2 separate regions of the Mus musculus genome follow, and region 1 is linked to region 2. The links are chromatin contacts, called in public Hi-C maps. All regions are on one chromosome and are shown on one strand. The core of a region is the stretch at or near the end of the contact, and the rest is flanking DNA. Distances in the headings are between cores, read along the strand shown.

Evidence for each region. A called contact is a pair of places that touch in the nucleus more often than the background predicts.
Region 1: a contact with region 2 is called in a Hi-C map of B cells, with 5 read pairs. The contact joins the promoter of Bclaf1 here to the promoter of Katna1 in region 2. A contact is called at or near these places in 1 of 39 promoter capture datasets (cranial neural crest) and 1 of 484 Hi-C or Micro-C datasets (B cells).

What each region holds. Positions count from the first base shown.
Region 1 is chr10:20,311,104-20,315,429 of GRCm38.p6, forward strand. Bclaf1 (BCL2-associated transcription factor 1) reads left to right here and starts at 1,366. Exons shown (of 13, transcript NM_001025392.1): 1 at 1,366-1,501.
Region 2 is chr10:7,724,685-7,728,842 of GRCm38.p6, forward strand. Katna1 (katanin p60 (ATPase-containing) subunit A1) reads left to right here and starts at 1,316. Exons shown (of 11, transcript NM_011835.2): 1 at 1,316-1,439.

The DNA.
Region 1 (4,326 bases), core at 116-2,615, about 13 Mb after region 2:
TTATTTGTTCCCATGTCTTCCTTCTTTGGTAACACATTGATTTATTTGAGGTCAAAGTTAGGTTAGGAAGGTGTACTTCTGTGGCTGAACAATTGTGTAGCGCGTACCAGGCAGGTTCTGCGGGTTCAGTGCCCAGCACAGGGGATCTAATGAGCGAAAAATTATATTGCCTTAGATGAAAAGATAACTTTCCAACATATACTAGAATTGCACAGGACTTAATAGCTTCAAAGTGATTAGATTTTGGTATTTTGAATAGATTAAGAGCTATTGGCCCCTGCTGTCTCATTAATATAAAATAGCACAGTTGTGCTGTCTTTGTGCTTCATGTAAATACAGCTCACCTACTTGACAAGTATTTTCTGAGCTCCTACTTTATGCTTTAGACCTATCAGGGTCCCGCATATAGCGCAGATCATAGCTTCCACCATGGTAGTGGGAGCTGGGTGCGGAGCAATTGCCCAATTAAAATACAATCAAAATCAGGATTCATTGGTCAGTCAGGTACTTCCTCCACTGTGGAGTGGATTGTGAGGACAGGCTGCCCTGAACAAGGTTAAAGATCAGAATCAAACTCTAATGCTGAACTTAACTGACAGGCTGCCAATTACAGCTTTGAAATCCTTCAAGGAATTTAACGTTGTCCTAAAATATCACACCGTAATAACGGCTTTAGTCCCTTGAGTGGTCCTGCTTTGGTAAGAACAGCAGGTAAATATGTCTGCAACTTGCTTCAATTCAATCCTGGCTTCTTCGTTTATAATCTGATTCTGGCAGATCCAGTTAGGGCGTGAGGTTTCCGGATCCGTACAAAACTCTGAGAAAGCCTCAGGGGCCAGGCTCCGGCGCCCGGGAAGTTAAGAGCCATTCCGTGACGCAGTCGCCCAGCCGATCCAAGTCTCACGATCGGCCCGGGAGGGGGCGGGGGGCGAGTTCACCCGAAGCCACTCGGCAGAGACTGCCTTGTAACTGTCATGTTAGGCGTCCGAGGGACGGCGCTTCCGGGCAGACGCAGCCCTGCGTCGTCGGTTTTCCGGCCTTTTCCTCAGTGAGAGAGCTTCTGGCGTGCTCTGGGTCGCCGCCTCAGAAGGAGCCAGGCTCGCTAACAGCGGCTCGGAAGTCAGGGGACATCAGTCTCGACTGTTCTTCGAACAAAGCCGAGCCGCCTGCGGAGAAGCCAGCCAGCCCTTCAGGGCCCGCCCCACCCTTGTCCCACCCCCTGTCGGCTACACCTCGCGAGACCGGGCAACGAGACTTCCCAGAAAGCCTTGGGCTACACTCAACCGCGGTTCGCCAGTCGCGCCTGGGCGGGACGGTGGGAGGGGCCTGCCTAGCGATTTAGCGGCCTGGAAGGCCACGCCCCAAGTCGGAAGTGACGGAGCCGAGCTAGCGCGACGAGGCCGCCTCTATGGTCTTCCTCTCCTTCTGGAGTCGGGAAATGGCCGCTGTGTAGTTAGCACGGAGGTAAACCCTGCACGCACATCGTGCTTCGGCGTGTCAGGTAGGCCTCGCGCCGCATTCGAGTCACTCAAAGGAGAAAGCCGAGGCGACAGGGCGGTTGGGTATCGACAACTCTGACGCGTGGTGACGGGTCGGCGGCGGGAACGGGGACCCCGAGCCGTTACTCGTGCGTTTTCCTCCTCGCTCCCTCGGGTCTGGAAGGCGCCGCGGGCCGCCGGGGTGGGGGGATGGGGGAGCTGCGCCACCAGCGGGCCGGGCTGCGAACCTGGCTCGGGGCCGGAGCCCGGGAGGCCTCGGCGTGCGCGTGCGCAAACCGCTCGCCGACCCTTCCCCCACGGCCTCGGCTGGGACTCCTGCGCGCGCCCGGCCCAGGGCTCTGCGCACGCGTGCTTTTTTCCCCTTTCTTCCCTGCCCATGGCAACGCCGCCGCGTGTGTTAGTTTCCGAGCCTTGCTTGTTGTTGGCCTTGGGGGAGGCGTCTTCCTTCCTGGTCCTAGCCTTTGGGACTCGGAGGAGATAACGGCGAGCTGCGACAAAGTTAAGCAACGGAATCAGCCACGTCGTGCGTGGCGGTTAAGCCGCCTCCCTCGCCTCTATGGGGTACATATGTCGGTTTAGGCCAGGCTTAATCAGATGAAGGCTTTCGATCTGTTTGTAGCAGACACCTGGGTGTTGGCGCCAAAGTTTTTCGTTTTGGCTCCCTACCAACTCACTGTTGTAGCCGATCAGTAGGTGCGTAGTTCCAGTTTCTAGCGGGATGCGACTAAGAGAGGGGCCCTTTCTCAGTAATCCAAGCGCTGACATACCTTTTTTTTTTTTTTTTTTTCTTGTTTTTCCAGACAGGGTTTCTCTGTGTAGCCCTGGCTGTCCTGGAACTCACTCTGTAGACCAGGCTGGCCTCGAACAGAAATCCGCCTGCCTCTGCCTCCCAAGTGTTGGGATTAAAGGCGTGCGCCACCACCGCCCCGGCTACCTTTTTTGGTAAGAGTTAGCACACTTTAGAAATTGAGGATATTGGCAGCGGTGATTGGGGGGATAAATGGGTGAAGGAAGAAGGTTATAGTTCTGTCACTCAGTGCTGGCCTTGAACTCCCAGTTAATCTCCTGCCTTAGCTTCGGGAGTGGTGGGATAATAGTATTTTTTTTTCGTCACTTCTTCGTCACCCCAGCTGAGTTTTAAGATTTGTTTTCTTGGTCTGGGGAGTGACCAGAATATTGGATTTCTGTACCCTAGACGATCTTCTTGGGTCCAAGTGGCTTCGAACTACGGGTTCTCCATGTATATATGTGTTTGGGTTATAGATGTGCAAATTCATACCCAACATATTTTAAGTTTATCTAGTTAAAGTGAGGACCTGTACTTTCTACCTTTAAATTTAAAGTTTTCTATTAGAATTGAAAAGGAGAAAAATTGAAAGGGAAAAAAAACCTGTTAGTCACTTCAGACTCACATCCTGTTGGTACAGCATATATATTTTTGTATTAAAAGGGAATCGTAGAACAAAATGTCTTGTCCTCACTATGAGCTTGTATTCTAGATTAGCCCTAACTGGGATAGTTGGTACTGTTACGCAATAAAGGACCTTTAAAGACTTACCAGTTTGCATTTTTTGTGTGATTCTAACCAAATTCAGGGTAGTGTGCTGGGAAGGATGTCTCTAAAGTCGTTTTTAGTAAACAGCTGAGATTTCCAGTGTTGGAATAACAGGCTCCAGCCACCATACATACCCAGTGTATGTGGTGCTGAGAATCAAACCCGGGGCTTTGTGTGTGCTGAAAAGCTCTGTCAGCTAAGCATATCCCCTGTCCTAGAGTTGACTTTTGTCTTAGAAAGCAGAAGTTAATTTTAGGACTTGAAAGCCGATCTGGAAAAAGCACTGCTTTTTAGGCTAGTATCTAGTTGAATTTATTGAAAAACTTATTGTGGGGAGCAAGCAAACTAAGCTGCATTAGATTATCTGTGATGTAAAATAAGTGGAGAAAGCTTTTTCCAGTTGTTTATATAGATCTTTTGATTGGTAATTCCCAGGAACTGTATTTGAAATCATTGATGGAATACTATCCACTATCTGAAATCTGCTGTGTAATTTTTATGATTGGTTAATGAGAGAATCTAGAAGACCAGTATATCTCTGGGTAGCAATTGTACTGGTTAATAAGAGAATCTAGAAGATCATTGTATCTCTGAGTAGTAATTGTAAGTGGTTGTGGTTGGAGGATATGGGTTTGTGTGTTGCTGGTTCTAGCTTCTTAAACAATCTTAAAAACACTGAGTATTTGAGTTATAGGCATTTAATATTTTTGATTCAACATTGAAAATAAGTCTGTGAACTTTATAAGTAATAATATTGATCTTACTTAATGTCTTAGGACTTTTTTTTATAGATTTATTTATTTATTATTCAGATGCACCAGAAGAGGGCGCCAGGTCTCATTAAGGATGGCTGTGAGCCACCATGTGGTTGCTGGGAATTGAACTCAGGATCTTTGGAAGAGCAGTCAGTGCTCCTAACTGCTGAGCCATCTCTAGCCCGACTTTTTTTTTTTTTTTTAAGGCTCATTTTATGTATATTAGTACACTGTAGCTGTCTTCAGACACACCAAAAGAGGGCATGAGATCTCATTACAGATGTTGGAAATTGAACTCGGGACCTCTGGAAGAGCAGTCAGTGCTTTTTTTTTTTTTGGTTTTTCGAGACAGGGTTTCTCTGTATAGTTCTGGCTGTCCTGGAACTCACTTTGTAGACTAGGCTGGCCTCGAACTCAGAAGTCCGCCTGCCTCTGCCTCCCGAGTGCTGGGATTAAAGGTGTGCGCCACCACGCCCGGCCTCAGTCAGTGCTCTTAACTGTCGAACCAGCTCTCCAG
Region 2 (4,158 bases), core at 66-2,565:
AAACAGCAACAAACAGGTATGTGGGAGTAGGTGGATGGGTGGAGGAACATCCTCATAGAAGCAGGGGGAGGGAGGATGGGATAGGGGGTTTCCTGGGGGCCAGGGTGGGAAAGGGGATAACATTTGAATTGTAAGTAAAGAAAATATCTGGATGGCTCAGCGGTTAAGAGCACCGACTGCTCTTCCAGAGACCTTGAGTTCAATTCCCAGCAACCACATGGTGGCTCACAACCACCTGTAATGGGATCTGATGCTCTCTTCTGGTGTGTCAGAAGACAGTTACAGTGTACTCATATACATATAATAAATAATTCTTAAAAGAAAAGAAAATATCCAAGGAAAAAACAACAACAAAACATCACTGAGGTATAATTTACATAAACTCAAATTACAACTTTCATTTCATGTGTAAAACTGTACACCTGGGAAGACATCTCCACTACAGAACATCATTCCCAACTCCTAACTAACTCCCACCCGGATACTTCTGATTAGTTACTACAGATTCATCCTGTAGGTTCTAGGATTTCCTATATATTTAAGTATACCATATACATTCATTTTGCACCTTTGAGAAGCTTTTAAATTATAATCCGGTTTTATAAATTAACAGGCCTTTGCATTTGTATAGATTATAAATCCATCTCTTGGAGTAATTGATCTATATCTCTCTAAGTGGTCTTTTTTATTCTTGCTGATGTGCTGATTATAGTTTTCTGTGCTCTGTGACACTAACGTTCACATCTACTAGAGCAGAAAATATATTTTCTATTTTTGGTGAAAAATTTAGAAGACTTTAAACCCTGTAAAACATTATTTCATATATGCAGTGGCTTGCCTGCATGCATGTATGTGTACCAGTTTGTGCCCTGTGTTTTGTGATATAGGAAGAGGGTGATGGATCACCTGGAATTGGAAATAAAATCTCACCCCTTAGCATGTCTTGAGAGTATTCGCGTTACCCTGACACATGGGTCCCAGGCTTCATAATCCTAAGTACCGGGCTCTAAAGCAAGATTTGTCATAAACGAATTGCTTGAGCACTGACACTCACCTGTAAGAGAGCCCCTGACCTCCTAACCTCAGAGCAGCTTAGTGTAAATCTCCTGCTAAGGCAGAGTGAAGAAGCCCTGGGAAGAGATAATGGTCCACAGAGTAAGTACTGAAGTAGGCGGGGTATTGCCAAGTCCTTCGCCCCGCCTACTTTCCTTCCCCACGCCTACTCCCATTTCCTAGCCGCGGCGCACAGTGCGCAGAAGCACCCCGAGCTCGGCCACGCCCCTCCGCAGGTTCCGCCTGCGCGCGCACGCCCGTAGAGCACGCACTTCCGGGGCGTGTCCCCGCCGGTGCGGGAACTATCCTTTTAAGAGGGGCTTTCCCGGTTTCATTTCAACTTGGTCCCGACCCGGAGCTGCGGCGGGTAGCCTGGGCTGCGCTAGGTGAGTGCTCGGGCCTCCAGGCTCCCTGTTCCGCCCCCGCGACACCCGACCAGGGAACGCGTTCGAAGCTTTCACGCCCCCATCCCGAAACTTCCGCCTTGTAAAATCCCCAGAGCCTGGAGGTTGGGGTTCAGCTTCTTTTCGTACAGTTTGTTAGGTTGGAGTTGTACTGCTTTCTGGTGGCTTACTTCTTTCTGTTGTTTCTCCTTTGTGTTGGCCTTTGTTTTTAGTTTTAGATTTATTGCTATTGTTGAGTATGGTGTAGATGTGGGCGCGTGAGTGGAGGTCAGAGGACAACTCTCTGGGGTCGCTTCCCTCCATCCGCCTTTACGAGGGTCCCAGAGTTGAACTCGGGTAGCCCGGCATGCTGGGCAAATGCCTCTACCTGCTGAGCCCCCTCACCGGCGTTTGTTGTTTTGTTTTTGTTGCTTTTAAAGGTGATAATATTGACGTTCTTTCTCTCTCTCCCTGGCTGTTCTGGATCTCGCTCTGTAGACCCGACTAGCCTTCCTTTACCTCCTGGCGCTGGGATTAAAGGTGTGTGCAACCACGCCACTCTTGGGGTTAGTTTCTTAATCTGAGAGCCTAGTGTTCTCATGAAAGCTTTTGGCTTTTTTGATTTGGCGCTGTGGAGAAAATTTATCCCAGGAAGCATTTGTTTCATTCAGTATGTGGGTTCAGTGGCATACAAACGAAAACTTGTCTTTCTTTCTTTCCTTTCCTTTCTTCTTTCTCTTTTTTCTCTTCTCTTTTCTTCTCCCTCTCTTCTCCCTCTCTTCTCCCTCTCCTCTCCCTCTCCTCTCTCCCTCCCCCTCCCCTCCCCCTCCTCTCCTCTTTCTTTTCTTTCCTTTCCTCTCTTTCTCTTTCTCTTTCTTCTCTTTCTCTTTCTCTCTCTCTCTCTCTCTCTCTCTCTCTCTCTCTCTCTCTCTCTCTCTTTCTCTTTCTCTTTCTCTTTCTCTTTCTCTTTCTCTTTCTCTTCTTCTCTCTCCTCTCCCTCTCCTCTTTCTTCAGTGTCTCTTGTAGCCAGAGCTGGTCCTTAACTCCGGATCCTTTTGCCTCTGCCTTGTACTGCGTGTAGGCTAGGCTTGTAACTGTTGCCAGCCCTTATTTGTTTATTTATTTATAGACAGTGTCCTTTGTAGCCTAAACTGGCCTGAACTTCTGAAACTCTTGCTTCTGCCTGGTACTGGGATTACAGGCGGCTACACTTCCCCCAGTTCAAGCTTTTATTTAGTAATCATTAGTACTTTTTATGTAATTAGCTCCCAAGAGAACAGTGATGCCTGCCTGCCTTTCTTTTCTCTTTTCTTTTCTTTTCTTTTCTTTTCTTTTCTTTTCTTTTCTTTTCTTTCTTTCTTTCTTTCTTTTTTTGTTTGTTGGTTTGTTTTTTTGTTTTTCGAGACAGGGTTTCTCTGTGTAGCCCTGGCTGTCCTGGAGACCAGGACTGGCCTCGAACTCAGAAATCTGCCTGCCTCTGACTCCCAAATGCTGGGATTACAGGCATGTGCCACCACTGCCCGGCTGATGCTCGTTTTCCTTGACGGTACAAGTGTACAAGGCAGTATAGAGCAGAGGCAAGAGGATCCGATGCTGGAGTGACTGGGAAGTAAAACAAAAATAACCCTACCATATTCTTTCCACAAAACCTAAAAAGGAATTTCAAAGTCTAATTTCTTTTTGTCTTTATCATAATTCCATAATTGCTACACAGTCACTACTATTTTCTTTTAAATATTTTTTTACTCTTTGAAAATTTCATGTATTTACACCATGTATGTTGATTGTATCCCTTCAACACTACCTCCAACACCACCCCAAGTGTTTCCATCTCCCCAACTTCAGATCCTATGTTGTTTTATTAATAAATTCCCATTGTTATTAATAAGCCTTTGAGACCAGTTAGTGTTGTCTGTGTGTACATGGGTGGCCAGCCGGCCAGCGTCTGTGGCTCATAGGACTGTGACTGTTCTTGTCAGCCATTGACTGCCAATAACTAATTCCTCATATTCTAGAGGTAAATTTCCTGAAATTACTTGTGTGTCTCTAGTACATTTGAGGGTGCTTTGCCAGCCTGCGTTCAACTCCTGAAACCAGGAGGGTCTACTCCACACGGTTACTTGTCCTCTGACCTGCACATGCACTGTGCCACACACTTTTTTTTTTTTTTTTTTCAAGACAGGGTTTCTCTTTATAGCCCTGGCTGTCCTGGAACTCACTTTGTAGACCAGGCTGGCCTCGAACTCAGAAATCCGCCTGCCTCTGCCTCCCAAGTGCTGGGATTAAAGGAGTGCGCCATCATGCCTGGTTTGCCACACACTTTTTGTTTTTTCTTAGAAAGAAAGTCTATTGCTAGTATTTCCTCCTTGTGTATATATTTGAAACAGACTGTCATATAGTCCAGGCTGGCTCTGCAGCCGGTGATGACCTCTGCCTTCACTACCTCAGCTGCTCATCTCCTTTTGTCTTTTTATCTTCAAAGCAATTCTTTTAAAATGTGGTGCTCAACCGGGCGTAGTGGTGCGAGCCTTTAATCCCAGCACTTGGGAGGCAGAGGTAGGCGGATTTCGGAGTCCGAGGCAAGCCTGGACTACAAAGTTGAGTTCCAGGACAGCCAGAGCTATACAGAGAAACCCTGTCTCAAAAAACAAAAACAAAACAAAAAGAAAAACAAACAAAACCATGGTGCTCTGTAAATGGTTCTTGAATGATTAACCTGTGC